Regions from separate parts of the Sus scrofa genome. Here all the other regions are linked to region 2. A link is a contact called in public Hi-C data. All regions are on one chromosome and are shown on one strand. The core of a region is the stretch at or near the end of the contact, and the rest is flanking DNA. Distances in the headings are between cores, read along the strand shown. Region 1 holds the start of C1R (complement C1r subcomponent). Region 2 holds the start of C5H12orf57 (chromosome 5 open reading frame, human C12orf57). Region 3 holds the start of C1RL (complement C1r subcomponent-like protein).

Evidence for each region. Hi-C and Micro-C count contacts between places; a contact is called where the count stands out from the background.
Region 1: a Hi-C map of embryonic fibroblasts shows a contact between it and region 2, with 4 times the contacts expected there. The contact joins the promoter of C1R here to the promoter of C5H12orf57 in region 2. A contact is called at or near these places in 5 of 5 promoter capture datasets (fetal liver, fetal skeletal muscle, liver and 1 more), 16 of 47 Hi-C or Micro-C datasets (blood, embryonic fibroblasts, epiblast stem cells and 8 more) and 2 of 2 datasets of contacts at active chromatin or transcription factors (alveolar macrophages and skeletal muscle).
Region 3: a contact with region 2 is called in a Hi-C map of embryonic fibroblasts, with 5 times the contacts expected there. The contact joins the promoter of C1RL here to the promoter of C5H12orf57 in region 2. A contact is called at or near these places in 2 of 5 promoter capture datasets (fetal skeletal muscle and liver), 19 of 47 Hi-C or Micro-C datasets (brain, embryonic fibroblasts, epiblast stem cells and 12 more) and 2 of 2 datasets of contacts at active chromatin or transcription factors (alveolar macrophages and skeletal muscle).

The regions. Positions count from the first base shown.
Region 1 is chr5:63,641,863-63,645,801 of Sscrofa11.1, reverse strand. It overlaps C1R (complement C1r subcomponent), which reads right to left and starts at 1,705. Exons shown (of 11, transcript XM_021092408.1): 1 at 1,480-1,705; 2 at 523-751. The coding sequence starts at 1,481.
Region 2 is chr5:63,779,237-63,782,744 of Sscrofa11.1, reverse strand. It overlaps C5H12orf57 (chromosome 5 open reading frame, human C12orf57), which reads left to right and starts at 1,438. Exons shown (of 3, transcript NM_001243445.1): 1 at 1,438-1,795; 2 at 2,070-2,246; 3 at 3,006-3,235. The coding sequence starts at 1,744. The coding sequence ends at 3,157. ATN1 (atrophin-1) reads left to right here. Exons shown (of 10, transcript XM_003126540.5): 10 at 22-581. The coding sequence ends at 55.
Region 3 is chr5:63,621,663-63,625,301 of Sscrofa11.1, reverse strand. C1RL (complement C1r subcomponent-like protein) reads right to left here and starts at 1,904. Exons shown (of 7, transcript XM_021092409.1): 1 at 1,491-1,904.

The sequences.
Region 1 (3,939 bases), core at 456-2,955, 140 kb after region 2:
GTCTCATTTTTATTGGATGTAGAAAGACGGGTCTAGGATGGGGCCCTTAGTCATTACAGGGGTTAGGGGATGAGCCCACTGTCCCCAATAAAGGCTCTGCTTGAGCCACCACCATGCACCGCTCCCTTCCCCTTGTCCCTGTGTTCCTGGTGAGGCAGGGAGCCACGGTGATACTCTCCATGGAAACAGGGAAACTGAGGCACAGCGGTTTCCCAAAGACTCCCACACGCGAGTAAGCAGATGGGGCAGGTGTTTCTGACTCCTGTAGACAGGATATTTCCTGAGGCTGGGGTTGGTTCCTTCCCTCTGTGTTTCTCCCCTCAGTGCCCACCGAGAGTCTCTAAACCAGTGGATGCCCATCCGTGGCATCGCTTGACACTCAGAACTCCACGTGACTCTCAGCTTTTACAGACTTGGGGCTGTGTCCCCAGGTGGGGAGTGTGTCCAGGGGGGTTGGAGCACAAGTCCCCAGCTTCCAGAGACCCCCAACTCTCTCTCTGCCCTCCTGACCGGACCCCCTACCTTGACATAGTCATAGAAACAGCCTTCCGAAGGCTCCAGGTCAAACTGCCAGAAGACCAGCTTCACCCTGTATCCCGTGGGGACTGTGATGACAGTGGTTGTCTCAAAGTTGTTGGGGTAAGGCTTGGGGTACCGAGGGGATGTCACCTCCCCAAAGAGCTTCTGAGGGAGGGGCGTGGTGCCCCCCAAGCTGTAGAACAGGCCTGGCACCAGGAGGTATACGAGCCACCTGCCAAAAAGAAAAATGGTGTCTATAGGGCTGGAGGGGTGCAGCAAGTGCCCTTGCTACCTGGGCAGTGGTCGCAGGGGGGGATGGGATGGTCATTTTCCTCTCTGTCCAGGCTAGACCTCACCGACATGTTCTGGGTGGGGAGGGTGGATTGGGGAGGCTGGTCAGCTGCTGCCCTGGCTGTTCCTCCCCAGAGCAGCGTCCAGTCCAGAGGTCATCTCACTCCCTCCACCTCTCTCCTCATCCTCCTCCCCTGCCTTGACCCATCCCTCCCCTCCCCTCCCCTCCCCTTCCTGGAATAGGGCTGGCTTGGGACCAGTTAATTGAGGGTGAGGGTTTCCCGTCATGGCTCCCTGAAAGGGCTTCCAAAGGTTCAGCAAAGGCCTCTGGGAGAAACCACCTATGGAAGGAGGCGTTGGGGGCACAGGACCCCCTTCTGGGGCAGAGTGGGTTCCGTCCATCTCACTGTTCCCTATGAGCTGGAGGAGGAAGGCACTGGACATCACTTTCTAGGTCTGGGGTCTCCTTTCATCCCCAGGAGGAGGGATGGGGGGTACGTGTTGGACTGTGTGCACGCGTGTGTGCATCGGAACGGATAAGGTATATGGGGAAGGGAAGGGTGTTCCCACCTCCCTGAATGAATTTGAGAGCAGGAATAAACCTCCCGTGCCCGGGGTTCTCCGCTCTGGCTTCTCCCTCCCTCCTTGGTCCCCATCAACCTTACTCACATTTCTCAAGGCCTCTCTGGGGATCCCTGGTTCTCCTGCAGCGGCTTCATCCACTCTGTGTCCAGGGAGAGCGCAGTCATGCAGAGGAGAGAAGGGGGAGGGAATGACCGTGGAGGGGGAAGGGGGGGGACCATTCCGGGAGAAATGTTGTAAGGAACTAACTATTTGCATAAACAAAACCAAAAAAAAAAAGTCTGTTTCCAATTTGATTTAGTTTTGGTTTTGAAATCCCTGATGGTGCTGCCACCTGCTGGCCATGTGGGGAAGGGCTAGAGATGGGTCTGCAGTTTTAAGGGACTGGAAAGCCTTTGGTGGGAGGCCCAGACTTTCACTTCCACATCTGATGGGAGTTTCACCTTTCTTCACCTCTCTAGGCACTGCTGCTCTGTTTCGGGGGTTCCTACCCAGTGGAAATTGCAGTTGAGAGGGACTCTCTTTCCTGGACCGCCCTTCTCCTTTAACCCTGTGCTTCCTGCCCAAGTTACCCAGCTAACCAGCTGCTATGGTCCAGGCATGGCCAGGCTTTCAATGCCCAGGATGATGCGACAGGAATAAGGCTGAGAGCTGGGCAGTGCAGGAGGGCACAGTGGAATGAAGCTTGGTTGCCCTGGGATCTTGATCTCCTTCACTCCTCAGTGACACAGAACAGGGGTCGCTGGGACCCCAAAGCAGCACTGGAGTCTGTGTTAAGACCTTTCCTCTCCACCTCAGTGCACTCAGGCCTGGAGTTCCCGTTGTGGCTCAGTGGGTTAAGAACCCGACTAGGTCTTGTACCTGCATCTTTCTTCATTGTTGGGTCTATGGTCCTCGCCTTACTGGAAACTTCAGCCCAAGATCACTGCAGGAATTTATAAACAAGTTTGTCTTCTTCAAAAACAAACAAACAAACAAACAAACAAACAAAACAAAACAAAACAAACAAAGGACCCCTACTAGTATCCATGAGGATGCAGGTTTGATTCCTGCTCTTGCTCAGTGAGTTAAGGATCTAGCATTCTTGCAAGCTTCAGCATGTTGCAGATGCAGCTTGGATCCGGTGATGCTAAGGCCAGCAGCTATGTGGCTCCGATTTTATCCCTAGCCTGGGAACCTCCACATGCCATGGGTGTGGCCCTAAAAAGACGAAAAAATAAAAATAAAAAAATTAAAAATTAAAGAGAAAAATGCACTCATGGCTGCCCATGAACTTGTCTAAGGAGGGGATAGAGACATCTTTTTTTTTTTTTTTTTTTTTTTGCCTTTTGGTTTTTAGGGCTGAACCTGTGGCACATGGAGTTTCCCAGGCTAGGGGTCAAGTTGGAGCTGCAGCTGCCAGCCTACACCACAGCCACAGCAAGTTGGGATCTGAGCCGAATCTATGACCTACACCACAGCTCATGGCAATGCCAGATCCTTAACCCACTGAGCAAGGCCAGAGATCAAACCTGCATCCTCGTGGATACCAGTAGGGTTCGTTAACCACTGAGCCACTATGGGAAGTCTGAGACATCCTTTTTTCTTCAGCCTCTGGTCAAGAGTTCGAACCTCTAAGGGTTGCAGCTGCCTAAGGGCTTGGCAAACAGTGTGGCTGTGGGCGGAGACAGACTCGGTCTTTCTGAGAGGAAGCCAGGCCCACCAGAGGAGGAAGGGCCCTTGTCTCGCCTGACCTCCAGGCCATTGTGTTCTGTTTTAAAAGTTTGCTCTGGAGTTCCCTGGTGGTACAGGGGGTTAAGGATCCAGGGTTGTTACTGTTGCAGTTGGGGTCGCTGCTGTGGCTCGGGTTCGATCCCTGGCAAGGGAATTTCTGCATGCTGCAGGGGCAGCAAAAAATAAATAAATAAATAATAAAAAGAGAGAGAGAGAGAGAGAGAGAGAGAGATTGCTCTTTGGGGAAGTCTTTCTTCAGCTCTGCCCGGCTCAGATACCCTATGGTGTTGTGTTCCACAGGGAGGCTCAGATGGCAGAACAGGCTCCTGAATTCTCAGGCCTCGTAGTCACTCCTGCTTGTTTCCCCTACTAGACTAATCCCTCCATCTCTTCACCCACCCACCGGCTCACTTATCCACTTGTAGCTGCCCATTTCTTGTGCCAGGCACTTTCCCCAGCAGTGGGCTCATGAAGATGCGGCAGCTCCCCATTTGGCAGTGACCAGGTCATCACGGAATGGAGTTTAAGAGCTGGCATGTGAAAGAGGCAGTGTCAAGCCAGGTTGGAGGGTTCCCCCAGCAGGCTGATATGTCAGGGCTGAGGAGTGAATCCGCTGGCAGGGCTGAGCCATGACGTGACCTGTAGCTTTGTCAGGTGAAGAAGGACAAAAGAGAGGGGAGAAGGATAAGGACCAGATCGGGGGGCAAGAAAGAAGGAGAATCTTGTCCAGCAAATTGCACATTAGTATACACACATTAGCAGTGTGTCTGTGTCATGTGTTTACCACGGGGGCAGGATGGCAGATGTACAGGTGAAGAGGAGATGGTCCAAGAA
Region 2 (3,508 bases), core at 189-2,688:
CTGCACCCCCTCTTCCCCCAGTCACCTGAAGAAGGAAAGCGACAAGCCGCTGTAGAACCTGCGACCAAGAGAGCACCCGCGGCCCCTGCATCTGGACTCTGGAGGCCTCCCTCCCCGCCTGCCACCCAGCCGAGAGGGGGTGCTGCTCAGCCCCAGGGCCTGGGGCTTCTGGGCTAGAGGGAGGAAGGAAGGGACAGATGGAAGGCCAAGGCTCCTGTGATGTGCGTGCGGAGGTGGGGAGGTGGAGGGGGTGGGGGCAGAAAGCGCACAGTTTCTTGGACCGCTCCCTCTCCCTTGTCCCCCGGCTTTCCCCCCCCTCCCCGCCCCCGCCCCCGTCCCCGCGGCCACCGCCCCTCCCCCACCCCGTTGGTGTGATTATTTCATCTGTTAGATGTGGCTGTTTTGCGTAGCATCGTGTGCCGCCCTGCCCCTCCCCAGTCCCCGTGTGCGCGCTCCCACTGCGATGTATGCCCCTGCCCCTCCCCCACATTAATAATTTATATATATAAATATCTATATGATGCTCTTTAAAAAATATCCCAAACAAAACCAACCAAACAAAAACATCCTCACGACTCCCCAGGAAGATGGCTGTGGCTGTTTCTTTGTGGGGTATGGGGGGCCGGGGTGGTGATGTGGGTCTCTGGGCAGCGGCGGCCCAGCGCCTAGAGAGAAAGCTACCGGACTACCGGAGGCTAGTCCGGAAGTGGATAGAGACCCCGGAGAGTTGGAGAGGGGAGCTGGAAGAGCCCAGGGCCTTGGAGACCTGGCTCCGCTGGAGTGGAGTCCCATCCTTCCAATGGTGGGCAGTCACGAAGCTGATGGCCTACGACAGGCAAGCCCCTGACTTGCTCCAGGAAACCGCTTAGACGGGTTTCTGTCACCGTGCCCGCAGCTAGGAGCCGCCAGAGACCTGAATTCTTAACGTAGAAGAGTTAGAAACTGATGAATTGGAGGGTCGGGGGCGTGGCTGCAATAGGTTAAAGCAATTGGAACCCTGAAGTCTTAAGCGCTCTAAGGTTTGAGGAGGGAGTGGGTGACAATTTCTAACGCCCTGAAGGGAAGGGAAATTATAGGGCGTTACTGCACACCCCTACACCAGGCCATTTTAGGAGAGCGCGAAAGCCGCTTTAGCGTCAAGTCTTCACTGCCGCGAGGCCCCGTCTCGGTTCTTAAAAAGGGGAGTGACTGGCTTCGCTCTCAGCCAATCGGCATCAAGTAATTTGCATAGACTCGTATCAAACGTTCCCAAACTCTAGAAACGAATGTTTAAGAGAGTTCTTTAGAATTCTGTTTTCACCTCTAAAAGTTACAATGTGCCTCGTTGTTTGTACAGCAATAGGAATTAGGAAACGCTGGTCGGAACTCACCCTCACTAATAGTGGAGTTTGCGGATATGCCGCCTTCTCGCCAGAGCTGTGCTCTCGTAGTGTACAGCTCTTTTAGAATTTGTCCAGCAGGTTTTCCGGTTTGTACCGGAAAACCCTTAATCCAGAGTGTATTCAACAATAGAAAGAGTTGGGGTGTAAGCGAGTTGGTGTCTGATTGACTGGTCTTAGTTAAATATCCGAGGTCTCAACCTGTTTCCGAGGGCGCGGGGAGGTTGGGACTCCATCAGTAAGCTTCCGGCTTCAGCTGATACAGCTTCCCTTCCACCCCCACCCGCCTGGGAAGCTGCACTAGGAGAAGGTTCGCTTTTCTGGAGTGTTTCCGTGGCGCCGCTGCACGTGCATCTTTTGTCCTATGGCGTCCGCCTCGGCCCAAGCCGCTGCTTTGAGCGCGGAACAGGCCAAGGGTGAGAATCCTCCTAGTTGCCGGGTGGGTAGTTGCCGGGTGGGCTTCCTGCCCGAGGAGGGTGCGGGCAGGAAATCACAGGCGAGAGATGTGACTGCATTCGCCGGGAACTGGGGGCGCGCGGTACCATCCTCCTTCAAAGAGGGGTCCTTGCTTCTTAAAGCGGGGGATTTGGGGGCCGAGTGATTCGGTTATTACGGCTTCAGGCCAGTAATTCCCTTGCCCTCTTCCTTGTGCCCTTTGTTCCGATGCCCTGTGCTGCATCCTTCGCACAGTGGTCCTGGCGGAGGTGATCCAAGCGTTCTCGGCCCCGGAGAACGCCGTGCGCATGGACGAGGCTCGTGATAACGCGTGCAACGACATGGGTAAGATGCTGCAATTCGTGCTGCCCGTGGCCACGCAGATTCAGCAGGAGGTTATCAAAGCCTATGGCTTCAGCTGCGACGGGGAAGGTAGGTCGGACTGGGGAGTGAAGGTAGCCTGGGTGGAGGAGAGGGCGATGGATCGTCGCGTCCCTGAGCCGTCGTCCCCTTTCTCGCCACATGGCGGCAGCCACAATCTAACAGTATTGGCACTTAGAACCCAGGGTCTACTGTGAACTTGAGCCAGGTGAAGTCTTAAGTGCATTTTGTAGTTACCATTAATTATATTGCTATCCCATTTTAAGATGAGGAAACAGACTGTAGTAGTAAACCAAGTTGGCAGGTCACAGCAGAGCTGAAACCTAACCCCGTTTTGATAGCTTTTAGTGAGATGTCTGCATGACAGCAACTTTCTGCAGCCCCTCCAAGCAGTTCCAGCTGATCTCTCGGGGTTGGCTGTTCAGTTTATTGAACCGGGTGTTTATTAATTCAGCCCTGCTGGCCCAGAGCTCTCTTCTGTCCTGGCTATGGACTGGCAATCTGGTTGATGTGCATCCTTTGTGCTCTTGTGACTAAATTGTTAAAATGGTTCACGTGATAGGGGTGAACACACTGCTTTGAGATATTTTCATTCACTGCATCCCAGCCAGTTGTGTCCAGTGTAGACTGGGAAGGGGTTGATCCAGACCACACAGGGCAAAGACCTGCATGAGTCTTGTTTTGCAGACAGCTAGCTATCTGGCCGGGGGGTGGGGTGGGCAGCAGCTAGTGACTCGGGCTGCCCCCTCCTGCTGTCCTGGGCTCCTCCAGCCCCTGGGGGTGAGGGTTGACGTTCTGCTCCCCTTGCAGGTGTTCTTAAGTTTGCCCGCTTGGTCAAATCTTACGAAGCTCAGGATCCTGAGATCGCCAGCCTGTCTGGCAAGCTGAAGGCGTTGTTCCTGCCGCCCATGACCCTGCCGCCCCACGGACCTGCTTCGGGTGGCAGCGTGGCCGCCTCCTGAAGGTTGGCCCTCCCGTGGCACTGCCCGGGAAGGGAAGACCTTGGTGTTCTGGAGGATAATAAATGTGCCTGGGACTTAGTCTTGGCGTCAGTCTTAGTCTTGGCGTCAGTCTTTTGTGACCCTGACAACCCCTACATCCTGGCCCAGTTCCCTCAGCCTTTCAGGCCGCTCTGGCTCCCTGTCCAGATCCTTCCTGTGCTCCGGCTGCCAACAGGCTCCAATGGCCGGGGGAGGGATGGGCCGGTCCCTCACCACCCTGGGTCTGGGGGCCTGCCCCGGCGGCGGCGGCGGCGGCGGCGGTGCCTCCTCTGTGTGGGGCTGCCTGGGCTTTTGCGGGGGGGCCCCTTGGCT
Region 3 (3,639 bases), core at 655-3,154, 160 kb after region 2:
GTATCGTCTCCCAAGTACCTATGCTTTTTGGAAATTGAAGAAGTTAATTTAAATATTGTTTTTAGGAGTTCCTGTCGTGGCTCAGTGGCTAATGAATCCGACTAGGAACCATGAGGTTGTGGGTTCGATCCCTGGCCTTGCTTAGTGGGTTAAGGATCCGGTGTTGCCGTGAGCTGTGGTGTAGGTCGCAGACATGGCTCGGATCTGGCGTTGCTGTGGCTGTGGTGTAGGCCAGCGGCCACAGCTCCGATTGGACCCCTAGCCTGGAAACCTCCATATGCCAAGAAAATGGCAAAAAGGTAATATATATATATATATATATATATATATATACACATATATAGTTTTCAAAGTAATAAATTTATCAATGGCCAACCAGAGTTGCAGCCTTTTACGGTTGATGGATGACATTGCGCTGATCAAATAGCAATCATCTCTGAGGTCTGACGGTCTTAAGATTCCTTTGTGCAAGTTACACTTCCAAAGATGATAGAAGTATAACATAGAACAGGATTATCTATTTTCACACCCATGAGATTGAATGTTCTTGAGTCACCCCTTTATCAGAATTGACTCTGTGAAGCAGAATCATGGCTGATTTTCTGCAGCTCCAGGATAAGAAGGATTACCCTGTCATCTTCTGGAGATTTATTTCAAGAGCATTTGTGGGGCTTGCTTTTTCAAACCAAGCACCGGCCTTTTATTACCGAGTATTTAGAGGGGGAAGAAAAAGGCTGGTCTAAGAAGCTTAACATGTACAAAAGAAATGAGACAGTTAAATGGATACAAAACATATTATGTTTTTCATCTTCAGTCGGGAGACACTTTCCTTCACTGCAGGGCGAGTGCACAGGCTTGGCCCCAGCAAGGCAACGGGACTGTGGCTGGGGAAGTCTCCTCAAGCAGGAGGAACAGAAAGTTCCTGGAAGTATAGTGGTTGTCAGCATGGATTTAAAAAGCAAATCTCCATTTGCTGTCTGGCTCAGGGGTAGCTGAAATACTGGAGATAGGTTTTACCCCAACTGAGGCTTGGTACATCTGAGACCTGGAAGCCCTCTCACCCACAGACACCCAGACTTAACTTGAAGGATGAGCTGTGGGGGTCATGCCAGCTGCCAATTTTTTTTTTTTTTTTTTTTTTTTAGCTTTTCTGTTTCAAAGACTCGATTTCCATTTCTTTCTCTTTTCTTTCTTTTTGGCTGCACCTGTTCCCAGGTCAGGGATTGAACCCACGCCATGGCGGCAATCCGAGCCACTGCAGCAACAATGCTGGATCCTTACCCCGCAGCCCCACTAGGAAACCCCTCTGTTTCCATTTCCTTATGGTCCCCGTCTTCCCCCAGCCTGTGGTTGTCTCTGTCACGGCCCTTCCTTTCCAGGCCTGGTGTTCTGGGGACAAGAGCGATGGCCATGACCAAGCGACAGGACCCGAACTCATGGAAATGAGGTGGTGGAGAAAGACTCTGTGAAGGAGAGTGGAATTCACCTACGTGGACCCCTCCGCAATTCCTGGTCCGGGCGGCTCCACCTTGCCTAGAGTTGGAAATCTGGAGATGCAGGGTCCGGGGTCCTGTCTTCTCCCTGGGTGTCAGAGCAGGTAAGCTGACTGTGGGCGGCTTGGCCCCCGGGAGGGAAGTCTGATGGCCCTTCCAAGGCCGGGTTGGGCCACTGGGTGCAAATTGCAGCAGCAGGAGGCGGCAGATGGAGCCCCAGAGGCAGAAGTGTTCTACTGCCACCTGCTGGTAAAAGTCAGGAACTGCCAGTGAACCAAAGGAGCTATGGCACGGCTTGGGGGATCAGCCCCTGGAGGAGGCGTGATGAACCAGCCACTGGATCATAATAAGGCTCAGGGGTCCTGTGTTGTGTTCTTTGCCTCTGTGACTATAGCCTCTCCATCATACACCCATCCAACCACTATCAGCCCTAACAGTACTGGTGACTAATTAATTTATTTTTACCCACCCTAATTTACTTTATTTGAAGAAATTGCTAGAGGCAATCACTGTGCCATCACTGTGCCATCTCCATGGGTGTCTAATGAGATTGTTAGGGACTCCCCCACCAGGGCGTACCTTCTCCCTGTCTTGCTAGCTTTGGTGAACTAATTTACCCAGTCTTCCAGAATACTTTTTTTTTTTTTTTTTTTTTTTTTTTTTTTTTTTTTTGTCTTTTTAGCTATTTCTTGGGCCGCTCCCGTGGCATATGGATGTTCCCAGGCTAGGGGGTCGAATCTGAGCTGTAGCCACCGGCCTACGCCAGAGCCACAGCAACGCGGGATCCGAGCCGCATCTGCAACCTACACCACAGCTCACGGCAACGCCGGATCCTTAACCCACTGAGCAAGGGCAGGGACCGAACCCGCAGCCTCATGGTTCCTAGTCGGATTCGTTAACCACTGCGCCACGACGGGAACTCCCCAGAATACTCTTTATCTTTTTTTTTTTTTTTGTCTTTTTAGGGCCAAACCCTTGGCATATGGAAGTTCCCAGTCTAGGGGTCCAATTGGAGCTGGCGCCACCGGCCTACGCTAGAGCCACAGCGACGCCAGATCTGAGCCACCTCTGTGACCTACACCACTCTCATGGCAATGCCGGATCCTTAACACACTGAGCAAGGCCAGGGATTGAACCTGAGTCCTCGTGGATGCTAGTCAGATTCGTTTCCACTGAGCCATGATGGGAACTCTGGGCTTTCAGTTTTAAAACTGGGAAAGTTTGGGTGAACCAGGACAGTTGGTCACTCTAAATGAACAGGGGTTGGTTACAGGGCTGAGTGGAGGCTGGGTAGGAGAGAGGGCAGGGAGCCAAGAGGGTGAAGAGGCAGTGACCACACCTGTAGCTGCAATCTGGAGCAGTCCAGGGCCAGGATGGGGTCCCCAAGGTGAATCTAACACCTTGACTGGAAGGGCCTGTCATGGTCCCACCGGGATAGTGCACCTGCCGTGAGTGTTGGGGTCGGGGCAGAGAGACTGCACGACTCGCAGGCCCTGTATGAAGCTGGTCATTGCAACCCCACTCGGGGCTGGGACAGCCATGCTCCCTCTCCCAGTTTCAGCACCACCTCCCTGTACTGGGGCCTCGTCTCCCACTGGCAGGGCGTAGGTAGCCTGGGCAGGAGAAGCAGAAGAGTTTCCCCAGAGGATTACAGATGGCACAGGGGCTCCTGGGCTGGGAGTGGGGAGTAGGGAGAATGAGGGGTTGAGGAACTGGGCTCTGGAGCCTTGGGGAGGGGGCAAGTTTGAGGGGCAGCTAACACACTTTTCATTCTTACTTCTTATCTTTTTATAGCCACACCTACGACATATGGAAGTTCCCAGGCAAGGGGGTGAATCAGAGCTGTCACTGCCCGGCTACACCACAGCCACAGCAACACCAGGTCCAAGCTGCCATCTATGACATGTGTTGAAGCTTGTGGCAATGCTGGATCCTTACCCGCCAAGCGAGGCTGGGGATCGTACTGGCATCCTCAGGACATTATGTTGGGTTCTTAACCCTCTAGCACACTTTTCTTTTCTTCTTTCTTTTACTGATTTATTTCTTGAAAAAATTTTTTTTGTTGGCATATAGTTGGCTTACAGTGTTTAATTGGTTTCAGGTATACAGCAAAGTGAATCAGTCATACATATAAATTTATCCATTC